Linked DNA regions of Sus scrofa: region 2 is linked to region 1. Evidence: chromatin contacts called from public HiChIP or PLAC-seq data. All regions are on one chromosome and are shown on one strand. Each heading gives the region's core, a stretch centred on a gene start, on an enhancer-like site or on the middle of the called end of the contact. The rest is flanking DNA. Distances are from core to core; before and after follow the strand shown. Region 1 overlaps EIF2AK4 (eIF-2-alpha kinase GCN2). Region 2 has its middle 110 kb from the start of RASGRP1.

What was found. HiChIP or PLAC-seq counts read pairs in DNA pulled down with a chosen protein or histone mark.
Region 2: an H3K27ac HiChIP or PLAC-seq map of alveolar macrophages shows a contact between it and region 1. The contact joins two enhancer-like sites.

What each region holds. Positions count from the first base shown.
Region 1 is chr1:131,247,100-131,253,113 of Sscrofa11.1, reverse strand. EIF2AK4 (eIF-2-alpha kinase GCN2) reads left to right here. Exons shown (of 38, transcript XR_002345552.1): 34 at 2,764-2,861; 35 at 4,364-4,432; 36 at 4,900-4,944. SRP14 (signal recognition particle 14 kDa protein) reads right to left here. Exons shown (of 5, transcript XM_003121602.6): 5 at 5,421-6,014. Among named protein-coding and RNA genes, the nearest start is that of SRP14, 8.5 kb to the right of the region's middle. Within about 2 kb of position 2,858, at least 2 of the 83 cell types and tissues checked have an H3K27ac peak or open chromatin away from gene starts, as enhancers often do. A contact at or near this core is called in alveolar macrophages, where this site is marked.
Region 2 is chr1:132,587,327-132,593,340 of Sscrofa11.1, reverse strand. No RefSeq gene overlaps it. Among named protein-coding and RNA genes, the nearest start is that of RASGRP1, 110 kb to the left of the region's middle. Within about 2 kb of position 3,735, at least 16 of the 83 cell types and tissues checked have an H3K27ac peak or open chromatin away from gene starts, as enhancers often do. A contact at or near this core is called in alveolar macrophages, where this site is marked.

The DNA.
Region 1 (6,014 bases), core at 1,609-4,108:
CTTGCAGATACCCTGTGAAAGTATTTCAGGGACCTCCAGAGATCCCTGGACCACACTTTGACAATCTCCCACTTACAATGTCACACTATTCATTAATAGAAGATTGTTTGAATTTTGGTTAAATACAGTGAAACACTGTGCCAGCCTTTTAAAATGATGATTCTAATAAAGCTGTTATTACAAGGAAGGATGTCCACAAATAAGATGTATGGTATGATCTCATTTTTGTTTCAACCAAGGTATATATATATATAGTCCATACAGAGAAAAATGTCTGTAATGATGGACCATATTTTCAATTATAATTATTTCTGGTTAGTGGAATTACGAGGGATCTTTAATTTTCTTTTTCTATATATTTGTAACTCATATTTTTGGCTATAATCAGAAAATATAGTACTCTACTTTTTTTTTGAACTTAGATCAGTGATTCTCAACCAGTAGCGATTTTCCTCTCCAGGGGACATTTGGCAATGTTTGCAGACATTTTTGGTTGTTACAACAGGAGGTACCACTAGTATCTGGCAGAGACCAGGGATGCTGTTAAACACCCTCTAGTGCACAGAACTGATCCCATCCCAACCCCCAAATTATCTGGCCCACCATGTCAGTGGTGCCAAGACTGAGAAATCTTGGCTTATATAAAATAAATGTCCTTGCTAGCTTCTCCCTCCCTGGCCCCTACCGGTGCCCCTCTGCACCTAGCTTGAATAAATTCACCATTAGGATTTTTTTAAGGGAATATGTTCTTGAAGTCACCAGGTATTACAATTAAGGATCCAAATCAAAGGCAGAGAAAACAAAAAATAGTCAACTAATAGTGACTATTAGTACAGACAAACATTAAGACACTTAAATGGCTAGATGGGCTTTAGTTTGAGCAGGGAAAGGTTTAAAGTTGTTCCTCCATGTGAATGATTATTCCCCTTTTTTCCCAAGATAGAGTGCCATTGTGTCTCTCAAAGGCTATAAATTAATTCAGTCTTTGAAAAAACATCCATTCACAGCTTTTGAAAGAATCTCATTTACTAAACATTCTCCTGTGGGTGATCTCCAGGGCTGCTGCCATAATGAAGGTGGGGCATTGCTTATGTTTCCTTGTATTATAAGGGGAGCAGAAAGAGCACCATTATATTTCATTGAAATTAGCTTTTTATGTTGAGCCAGAATTTCAAACCCAGCTGAATAAATGAGAATGTTAGAATGTTAATTTGAAATGACATCCTTTATCATTTTTATTTGCTCTTAACCAAAGCATAATTGAGTGCAAATTTTTTGGTTTTGTTATTCCTCCACTAATAACCAAAAGTTATTAAATATTTTTATACTTAATAGAAAAAAAGCCTCCAAGTATAGCTCACTATAAATCATCTGTGTTGCTTTTGTCTCATTGACTGTTTATTCTAATTGTTTTTGTTTGCTTGTTTTTAGAGAAGGTTCCGATAATCTTGCAGTACAAAGTCTGAAGGGGTCATTTTCTAATGCTTCAGGTATAATTACTAATTGTAATCTAAACATAACAATGCTTGTGTGCATTTGCTCTAAATACTTAGGACTGTGGCTAAGTCACCGCATCAGAAATATATTTTTCACTAGAATAGATTTACAAGGAGATCCTGCTGAATAGCATTGAGAACTATGTCTAGATACTCATGTTGCAACAGAAGAAAGGGTGGGGGAAAAACTGTAATTGCAATGTATACATGTAAGGATAACCTGACCCCCTTGCTGTACAGTGGGAAAATAAAAAAAAAAAAAGAAATATATATTTTTAAGTAACATATATACAATTAATTTTACCAAACTGAATTCATCCCTATGCTTTGAAACCCACATCTTAGAAAATGAAACCACTGGGAATTTGGCAACTCTTCCGATCCTGATATAGCTCTGTCTTCCTGTCTTATTTTTTACAAGTGGTTTAATCTCCCTTCAATTCAGTTTATTGTATAGATCAAATGTGGATAAATTTTCCCCATCCAGAAGATTGAAGACAAGTATTTTGAAATGCCTTATGGAAAGGCACTATATACGTTTGTTTTCAAGAAAGCCAAGAGGGAACAGTAGTGATAGTTACACCTTTAGTTTCACATCTGTCAACCTGATTGAAAATGTTCCCAATGAAGAACAGGAAGACATATTTGGCTTTAAAAGAATTGGGTCTTTTGGGTCCATTTCTGTTAGCACTGACTTCCTGTTACCATCAGATTTCAAATCTTTTGAGGAATTTAAATAAGTATTAGAGTCTGGGGCATATTAAGTTTGATTTCTTTTCCCTTAGGTTCATGAGGTTTGACTCATAATGCTTCCCCTATGCCTGTCACCTCCCACCTATGGAGAGAAGGCTGGTGATCTTGACAGAAGCTTCAAAACAGCTGAGGGTGATGGGTGGAGTTCTGGGCTTCTTAGCAAGTGAAGGCAGTTGCAGAGATAGAAAACAAGGCTCAGATAGAATCTAGTCCATAGAATCACCCTCCAGTGTTTTCTAATCATCGCTGTCATCTTTGTGGTGTGTTACAGAAAGTGAGACCACAGTGGGTTAAAGATCTGGCGTTGCCGTGAGCTGTGGTGTAGGTTGCAGACGCGGCTCGGTTCCTGCGTTGCTGTGGCTCTGGCGTAGGCTGGCTACAGCTCCGATTAGGCCACTAGCCTGGGAACTCCATATGCCGCAAGAGCGGCCCAATAAATGGCAAAAAGAAAAAAAACAAAAAAAAAAACAAAGTGAGACCATATAAGGCCATAAGTTCTAAAACTCTCTTTCAGGTTTGTTTGAAATCCATGGAGCAACAGTTGTTCCCATTGTGAGCGTGGTAGCCCCAGAGAAGCTGTCAGCCAGCACTAGGAGGCGATATGAAACCCAGGTACGTGGTCAGTTTCCTCAGCTTTCTAATGTGAGCTACAGAGGAAGAAAACAGGAAAGGGAAAGAAGAAGCAGTTTCCTGGAAATGTTTTTCTTCCCACTTCCTGGTGGCTTCTGAAAATTTCATCATCACAAAGCATCCCTGGTGCCAGGATTCTGCCCCGTTTGTCCTCCAAAGAGGCGTCAGTATACCCTGTAGGCACCTAAAAGCAGCTGTTGGTCAGAATTAGTGGATCTAAACAGAAACTTTCTGATCCGGCTCTAATTGCAGGTGGGGTTTGTTTTTGTTGTGAATAACAAGAGACATCTCTCAGAAAACTTGAGGCAGATTTCTCATTGCATACATGTTTCCGGTTTCCACCATTTACCTGAGTCTGTGCTAAGTGCCAGGTAAAACAGATTAAGATGTGATGTTGCCCCAGTCCTTGAAGAGTTTGCATCCTTAGAAGCATATGCATTATTGAGTTAGAGAATAGGAAGACATAAGTCATAGGATGCTGAATTAATGAGTGTTAGAGAGTGATATAGACATGAGAGAGAGACAGAGGTCAGCGTTTGCATGGGTGATCAAGAAAGACTACATGGAGGTGATCCCTGAAGGATTTAAACAGGCAGGGAGGAAAGAAGAGGGTATTTCAAATGGAAGGGAGGGCACAAAGGACAGTGCAGACAGGCTAATGAGCAGGGTTGTGACACTGGCCTCACTTGGGAAGAGGGTGTTAAAGAGATCAGTCATTATTTAGAAATGGGATTAGACTGAAATACAAAAGATCAGGTTACCTCATTATGTAAGCTTTCCTGGCTGGCTTCTCAGAATGTTGGGTGGAAACTCATTTTTCATTAACTTTCTAACATATTTCAGTTCTGTGTTCCCACTACTGTCACCTTCCTGTTTTTCTAAATTTAGCTTAGTACTAAAATCTCCCTGCTTCCACACGCACTATTTGACTGTATTGAGCATCTATTAGGTGTCATTTCAAAATTATAAATAAGCAGCTAGGTGGATTAGTTAACAAATGATCAAGATAGGCTATAAAATCTCATTTCCCCCAAGATCATAATAAGTTAGACAATCATCTTTCCGAATTGGATTAAAAACAAGTCCTTAGGTTATATATTTGGGATCCCTTCTAGGCTTTGGTTTGTCACCCATGACTGTTTCTTGGAATAAAAAATGAAATGGGGAGTTCCTGTCGTGGCGCAGTGGTTAACAAATCCGACTAGGAACCATGAGGTTGCGAGTTCGATCCTTGGCCTTGCTCAGTGGGTTAAGGATCCGGCATTGCCGTGAGCTGTGGTGTAGGGTGCAGATGCAGCTCGGATCCTACATTGCTGTGGCTCTGGCATAGGCTGGCAGCTACAGCTCTGATTCGACCCCTAGCCTGGGAACCTCCATATGCTGTGGGAGCGGCCCAAGAAATGGCAAAAAGAAAAAAAAAGAAATGGCAAGAAAGATGGTCACTTTAACAGATTCTGAATTCTGACACCTTTTCTTCTTGTCAGGTACAAACTCGACTTCAGACCTCCCTTGCCAACTTACATCAGAAAAGCAGTGAAATTGAAATTTTGGCTGTAAGTCACGTCCTTTAACAACAGTTTGAGGATGACTTTTGCTCTGCTATCAGAGTAGTTTCCTCAGAGGTCAGGGCTCTTTTGCTCAGCTTCAGCAACAACGGGATGCAAGCCTGTTACCACTGCTGTGAACCACGTGTAGTCTAAATCTGTAAAGAAGTGGGGAGAAAATGGGAGGTTTTTTGTTATTCCTACTTTCTTCCCCTGAAAGGTGGTGGGGGTGGGTAGTGAAAACGAAAATCATCATTTTCCTAAATGTTTCAGATAACAGTGTCAAACCTTCCAATGGAATGTGAGGAGACTGGGCATATTAGCTTACCAGGGCTGAGGTCTCATCTCTTAACCAGGGCCCAAAAGTAGCAAGGCAGCATCCCATTCACGTTGCTCCATCCAGAGTGACACCACAGTCTCAAGTCCATATGTGCTGCTAGGCTCCCTGACATGATGTACATTTTTGTGTATAACAGGTGGATCTACCCAAGGAAACAATCTTACAGTTTTTATCATTAGAGGTAAGCAAGACAAACTCCTCTACATGATGGCCTTTAAAAATCCCAAAGCTCTGCTGTCAATTTGTCTAAAGAAAATTGAAAATGTCATTTTCTTAGTGATAGTAGGTGTTTTTCTGGCAGTTCCAGGAATTTAGTAATAGTGTTCCTTTTATGTGATATATATATAACCAAATCAGATTTTGAGGGAATCATACTTTTCTAGTGATTTTCTTTTAAATCTCAGAGATGGATTCCGTCGTGGCAGTGGTTAAAATCGACTAGACATGAGTTGCGGTTCGGTCCTCTTCTCAGGGTAACGATCCAGCTTGCATGAGCTGTGTGTAGCTGCAGACGCGGCTCGGATCCCGTTGCTGTGGTCTGGAGTAGGGTGGTACAGCTCGATTCAACTAGCTGGAACTCATATGCCAGAGCGCCAAGAAATAGCAACAAAAAAAAAAAAAAAAAAAAAAAAAAAAAAAAAAAAAAAAAAAAAAAAAAAATCTCAGAGATGATTTTATTGTGTGTTAGGCTCTGGAAGGTCTTGTTCTAAGCATTTTACAAATATTAACTCATTTAATCATAACAACCCCAAGGGATACATATTATTACCTTTTTTACAGGTCTCCATTTTACAGATAAATGGAATCATTTTACATTTTGTGGAGAACAGAAGCAGAGAAGTTAAGTATCTTATTCAAAGTCACCCAACTAGGAAGCTGCAGAGCAAGGATTTCTTAACCACTATATTATTCTGCTTCAAACAAACTGTTCTAACCAGGGAAGCTCATTTGCAGAACTAGAACTACATGGAGATCTTTTTGTAAAAATTAAATTAATTTAGGTCCTTTATGCTTTTTTTTTTTTTTTACAGGTATACCCTTATTATCAGATAGCCTAATTGAACTTTTAAAAATCTTTATACTTACCTTTGCTATAAGAAAGTTTATAACCTAGAGGTGATTTTTACATGTCATACCAAAAAATACTTTCGTCTATCCAGAATGTGTAGTCACAGATTACATTAGATGAAAGACGAATTTTGCCCCAGAACTAACATTAAACACTACCATTTTCTGGGTCTTTTTAAAGTC
Region 2 (6,014 bases), core at 2,486-4,985, 1.3 Mb before region 1:
TTCCAGATGCTGTGACTGCCCAACCAGATGCTCCATTCCCATCACCTCCCAAGCACTTGCTTAGGACTGTTGTGGAAATTTCTAGCCATCTCAGCTTTGCAGGTTAGTAGAAACAAACAAGCCCTCTGCATAGCTGCCTCGATAGGGCTAAATGACAAGAACCTCCCAAGAAACACATATTTCTGGTGACCACTTTTCACTGGAGATTTGACTATTTTACTGTGACCAAATGGTAAAGGGGCCTTTCTAATGTTTAACTTGGATGCCCCAAATGGAAAATGACTGAAGACTCAATTCAGTTGAGTTAGGCTCATTAGTCACTGAGTTTATTGCCTAGATGAGATTTACTAGACATTTAACCAAAAATCCAAGACAATCTAGATTCCTCATTTTAGCTGTGAATTTCAATAACTCTCCAAACCTCAAATCTGCCCCTTCTTTCCAATTTTATTTTTTAAAACTGGAAGCTGACAATTGACTAGATAATGTTCATTTTGGGGGATTGTGCTGAATAAGAAAAAGAGAGAAAATCAAGGTGATATAGGTAACCTTAACAATCTACCTCTCATCCAAGTTGAAAACTGTTTAGAAACCCAGTGGTCTGATTCAAATAATCTCCTGGTCATCTTTCAGTCTCTTCTTACTCTTGGCTTTTACTGGCTTCCTCAAAAAAAAAATTTTTTTTTTTTAAGGGTGCACGTGCGTATGGAAATTCTTGGGCTAGGGGTTGAATCCAGCCTATACCACAGCCACAGCAATGCTGGATCCGAGCTGCATCTGCGACCTACGCTGCAGCTTGAGGCAATGCCAGATCCTTAACCTATTGAGCAAGGCTGGGGATGAAAAACCTGCGTCCTCGCAGACACTGTGTTGGGTTCTTCATCTCTGAGCCACAACGGGAGCTCCTATAGGCTGCCTTGGAGTTGGGCATGACTTGCCTCAGCTCTGCCACTTCCGTATGACCCTATCATGTAGGATGCTCTCAGCAACAAGGAATGAAAATGCCAACTCAACCTTCATTAACTCAGAAAGTCCAGAGAGAGGGCGGTTCCCAAAGTGGTTGTGGCTCCTGATAGTTACTTCTCACACTTGGGACACTCTTGTGAGTCTGCTGACTTGAAGATGTTCTGAAGCTGCAGTGACTTTGCTCCCAGAGGTCTTCATGGAAGCTCTCTGGAAATAAGATCTTCCCACAGGGTTTCCAGCCTGGGCTTGGAGGGTCCTCATTACTTGATGCTTCAGCCCTCGTCCTGGCTGGGGTGGGAGGAACCCAACACAGCCTTATGCTTGATCTGGATTGTTCCACAGGACACCCAAGCCTTGCTGCCTGGTCCTGCTCTCTCTGCCAGAGTCCACCCTTGGGGAGGGCCTCCCCGGAGTCCAGTTATTTGCTTTATCCCTCAAGTCTGACCCCCAAGGGCATACCAGTCCATCCAAGTCATTCATCTGAATATGCCTTTTTTTTTTTTTTTTTTTTTCCAGGGCTGCACCCACAACATATGGAAGTTCCTGGGCTGGGGTCAAAATGGAGCGGCAGCTGCCGGCCTACGCCACAGTCATAGCAATGCAGGATCTGAGCCTCATCGGTGACCCACACCACAGCTCATGGTAACACTGGATCCTTAACCACATTGAGCAAGGCCAGGGATCAAACCCCCATCCTCATGGATACTAGTTAGGCTTCTTACTGCTGAGCCAAAGTGGGAACTCCTGAATACGCCTTTTGACATTTCCTTCTACAAATGTCAGCTGCCAACTCTGTGCCAGGCACCATCTGAGGCCCTGGGAACACAGCAGTGAACAGGATGGCCAGTGCTCTGCTTCCATGAAGCTCACAGCTTGTGGGGTGACACGAGGCAGGAAATAAGCAAACCAGAGTAAATCGTGCCTGACAGCATAAGAAGAAACAGAGGATGGTGAGATGGCAAAAGCTTGGGGTGGGTGGCTGCTTCTGAGAGGGCATCAGGGAAGGCCTGAGGGGAGATGGTTGAGCTGAGACCTGAACGAGAAGAGTGACCCACCTATCTAGAGAGCCAGGGAAGAATGTTCCAGACAGACTGTAGGAAAGGCCTCTGAGGTAAGAACAGACTCAGGCTGTGGGAAGAAGAGACAGAAGGCGAATGGGCTAGAGTATAGGGGTCAGGCGCCAAGCTTGTTCCAAGGGTACATGTGGGGTGTAACTCATCTCAGGACATAAATGGACACCTGTGTTCAAGACTCATAAAAGGTGATGGGACAGCTGAGAAATTTCCCAGGTGTTCTGTGCCAGGAGCCTTGCCTTCCCAGAACATGTGAGACTCTCTCAGGAACAATGTTACCTAACTACCTGCCCACCTAAACATCTCACCTTCCATCTTTCAGTGTCACTCTGGGTCTAGTTCATTAGAAATCAATTGTCCTTTGCAGTCCTTTATATATGAATCTCTATCCCCATGACAGTACGAGAGACTTTCCCCCTGCTGAGAACTGACTTACATCCTCAGGTGACAAGAGCTGGTGGCACAACATGTCTGTATATCCCTGGATGGGGCACAACACAGCAGATACTCCCAGCCAACGCCTTCTTTCCTGAGTTGAAGATCTTCTGCAACCTGTGACTTTATTTTTGCTATCATTTTGTGCACTCAAGATGACTAGCCTGTATTCCCGGTGAAGAGACTGGATCCATGACCTGGGCTCACCACAGTGAGAAGGAAGAGAGGATTTGCCACTATTCCCCAAATGTCAGGTGGTTGACATGATGTCTGCAGCTTTGTAGCCAAAACTTGGGGGCAAATCTCTCTCGTTCTGATGGTGACGAGGCCTATGATCCCTCTTATGTGAGAGCTTGTCATATAGTTGAACTATTAACTTATTTATGAATGCACCCAAGCTGAAATGGGGGAAGCTGGTAGGACATGTAAAGGTGCCCACGTATTGGGTATTTTGAGTAGGTGCAGAGTTTTCTAGGGATGTTTCACAAAGTAGATCAGGAGCAAGGAGAGAATTATGTGACTTAAATAATAGAAGCCACATCTACCTGTAATCAGCAATTGGAGACTCCGCAGGGTCAAATAACCTTGTCCCTTGCTAGCAATAAGCAGCAGTAGAGTCCTCTGCCAGTCTTTGTTCTTAGAGTTAAGTGTGCATGTGATTAGAGACACTGACAATTCTGGTCACTGCAGTGGTGCTCTTTGAGGGCAGATCTGAGAGGAAAGCCCCCTCCTAGGCTTAGCTGTAGGCCAACACCCTTAAGCAGAAACGCAGGGGGCATATGTTCCCTGTAAGAGCTGCCAGAGTAATTCAGGTCTGGGGTGGGCTGGGGGGGCCCTTTAGAGTAAGACTTGTCTTCCAAGCCACAGAGCTATCGTCTGGAGCTAGTTAGCTGCTGATCAGTTTCCTTCCTGCTATCAACTGGTTTTGTATCACTCAGGGCTATTGTCAGTGACTTAGCCCTGGAGAGGCATATAGAAAAGATAAAATGAGGAATGTTTTGGCATCACCACCAAAACAGCTTCCCCACCAGCAAGTTTGAAGTGTCAGAGGAAGATGTGACCACCACTGGTGTTTTGGGTTTTGTGGCATGAGTAGTAAGAGCCCTTTAAATGAGGGGTACTGAACACCCCTCCCCAGCAGTCTGGCTGGCCAGACTGTAGGGCTGTGAGGTGGACTGTGTGTGCAGGAAGGATGCTAGTTGTCAGGGCCTGGCTCCCAGACACGGCCTCTAGAGCAGAGGAAGGCAAGATGAACCTGAGGTGCTATTGGCCAAATGCAAGCCAGTGCTTGTTGGACCAGGCTGATGCCTCCTTTCCTGGTTTATTCATTACCTTCATCTTTCATGCCCTGGCTTTGGAAGCCGTACACTCTGCTGGATGCACAGCTGTGCAGTGTGCCCCTGGGTTCCAGCCAGCCCAGTAAGGCCCAGGGATGGAGGTCGGGCTGATCAGGAGGCTGGTCTGCCTGGGGCTCTGCTGGGGGCTGTGGCCTCCCGGCTGAGAGCTAACCACTGTGCTGACTCACCATGACTGTGGTTGAGAAACAAACCAGCAAGTCAGTGGCTCCCATGAGCTCAGGAGCCGTGAAATATAGGCCAGGGAGCCTCAGCCGGAAGGGGCTTCAGTTAGTAAGAAACCAACGTTTTTGCCTTCTCGCCATATTCTGATGTGGAGTTACAAAGGGCCCTGGAGGACCCTGGGCATTTCCCTCTCTTGTCCCTTGGGGGACCGTGAAACCACATCAGGAAATAGGCGAAAGGGTGGGAACAGCATTTGTGTCCAGGCCTTTCTTGGTCTTTCTGCTGTGGCCAAACCTGCTAGGCTCTTTAGCTTCCCTGAGAATTGCAATGACCTCTTCAGAGACCTTGAGCACACTCCAGACCAGGGTGAGTGCTGGTGAGCCAAGGGAGTGAGAGGATGGTGCATGAGTGGATGGTGGGTAGAGTTCATATTGGATTTTGTGTAAATGGTGCTCCCTGAACTACTGCAAAGGACAGATGTCCCTGTGTGCCGCCCCTCCCCTCCACTTCCCACCGCAGCCTAACGCCCCTGATAATGGCATTTTAAACCAGCAGGTAGCCCTGGTCCTGCTATAAAGTAATTCTCGTTGACTGTATAATGGTGTGGAAGACACAATGACAGGTCTCCAAAGATGTTCACATCCTGATCCCCAGATCCTGCACATATGTTACCTTACTCAGCAGGTGTGGTTAGCACATTGGACCTTGTGCTGGAGAGGTTATTCTGGATTATCGAGTGGACTATTCTAACCATGCGAGTCTGTAAAAGCAGGAGACCTTCCCTGGGAGTGCCCAGAGAGAGAAACGTGAGCGTGGAGAAGGCCAAAGAGAAGCTGTGAGAAGGATTTGATGCCTCGCTGGTGCTGAGATACAAGGGGAGGCATGAATGACCAGCAAGAGCCCTCTGAGAGCTCAGGGAGACCTGAGCTGACAGCTGGCAAGGAAATGAGGACCTCAGTCCCACACCCCCCAGAAACTGCCGACACCTGGACCAGCAAAGAAATGGACTCTCCCTCAGAACCTCCACAAAGGAACGCAACCATGCTGACACCTCGATTGCCCCATGAGCTTTGTGGGATCTGGCCCACAGAACTCGGACCAAAAAAAATCTGTGTTTGAAGCTGCTAAAGTTATGGTAATTTATTATGGCAGGAGCGGAAAACTAACACAAATGGCTACAAAGTGTAATGCATTTAATTAATTTATTTATTGTCTTTTTTAGGGCCACACCCACAGCATTTGGAAATTCCCAGGCTAGGGGTTGAATCAGAGCTGCAACCTCCAGCCGCAGCCACAGCCACAGCCACAGTCACATGGGATTCGAGCAGCATCTGTGACCTATATCACAGCTCACTGCAACGCCGGATCCCTAACTCACTGAGCGAGGCCAGGGATCCAACCCGAGTCCGCATGGATCCTGGTCAGGTTCAGTACCACTGAGCCACAAGGAGAACTCCCATGGAATGCATTTTATAACTGAGTATAATTTTCTTGCCTTTGGCATCCTGATTTCCTTGGTAGCTCTCAGTGGTGGGGAAGTCCGTTTTCACGGCTGGCTGTTTTCTGGGAGAGGGAAGGCATGTGCTTCCTGGCACATCGGAGTTTACTTCTCTGCTGCTGCTGATGCTGGCCTCGCCTCTGGCCTGGCCCCTGGTAGAGATTCTGCTAGAGGCCGGCCTTTTCAGGAAGCACAAAGGACCTCCTACTGCTTCCTCTCATTTCTGCGGCTTCTGAGAAGCAGCCCCTGGCCCCTCGCCCCTGGCAGGGGGTCCACACCCAGCCCACATGCTCCTCTTCTCTTTATCCAAATGTCCTCTTGGGGCTGGCAAGTTGGCTCAGGTTCCAGTTAAGGCCTCCAGACCACATGTGACCATTACAAGGCTTGACTCTAGGGAGCCTGGAAGTGGGCTCCGGGCTCTCCTATCTTACCGTGCCACGTCTTCTCCCCACTGGCCCCTCTCCAGGCAGAGGTGTCTCACGGGGCTGCCTAGGAAACTCCAGTTGGGGCAGAGCATACGAA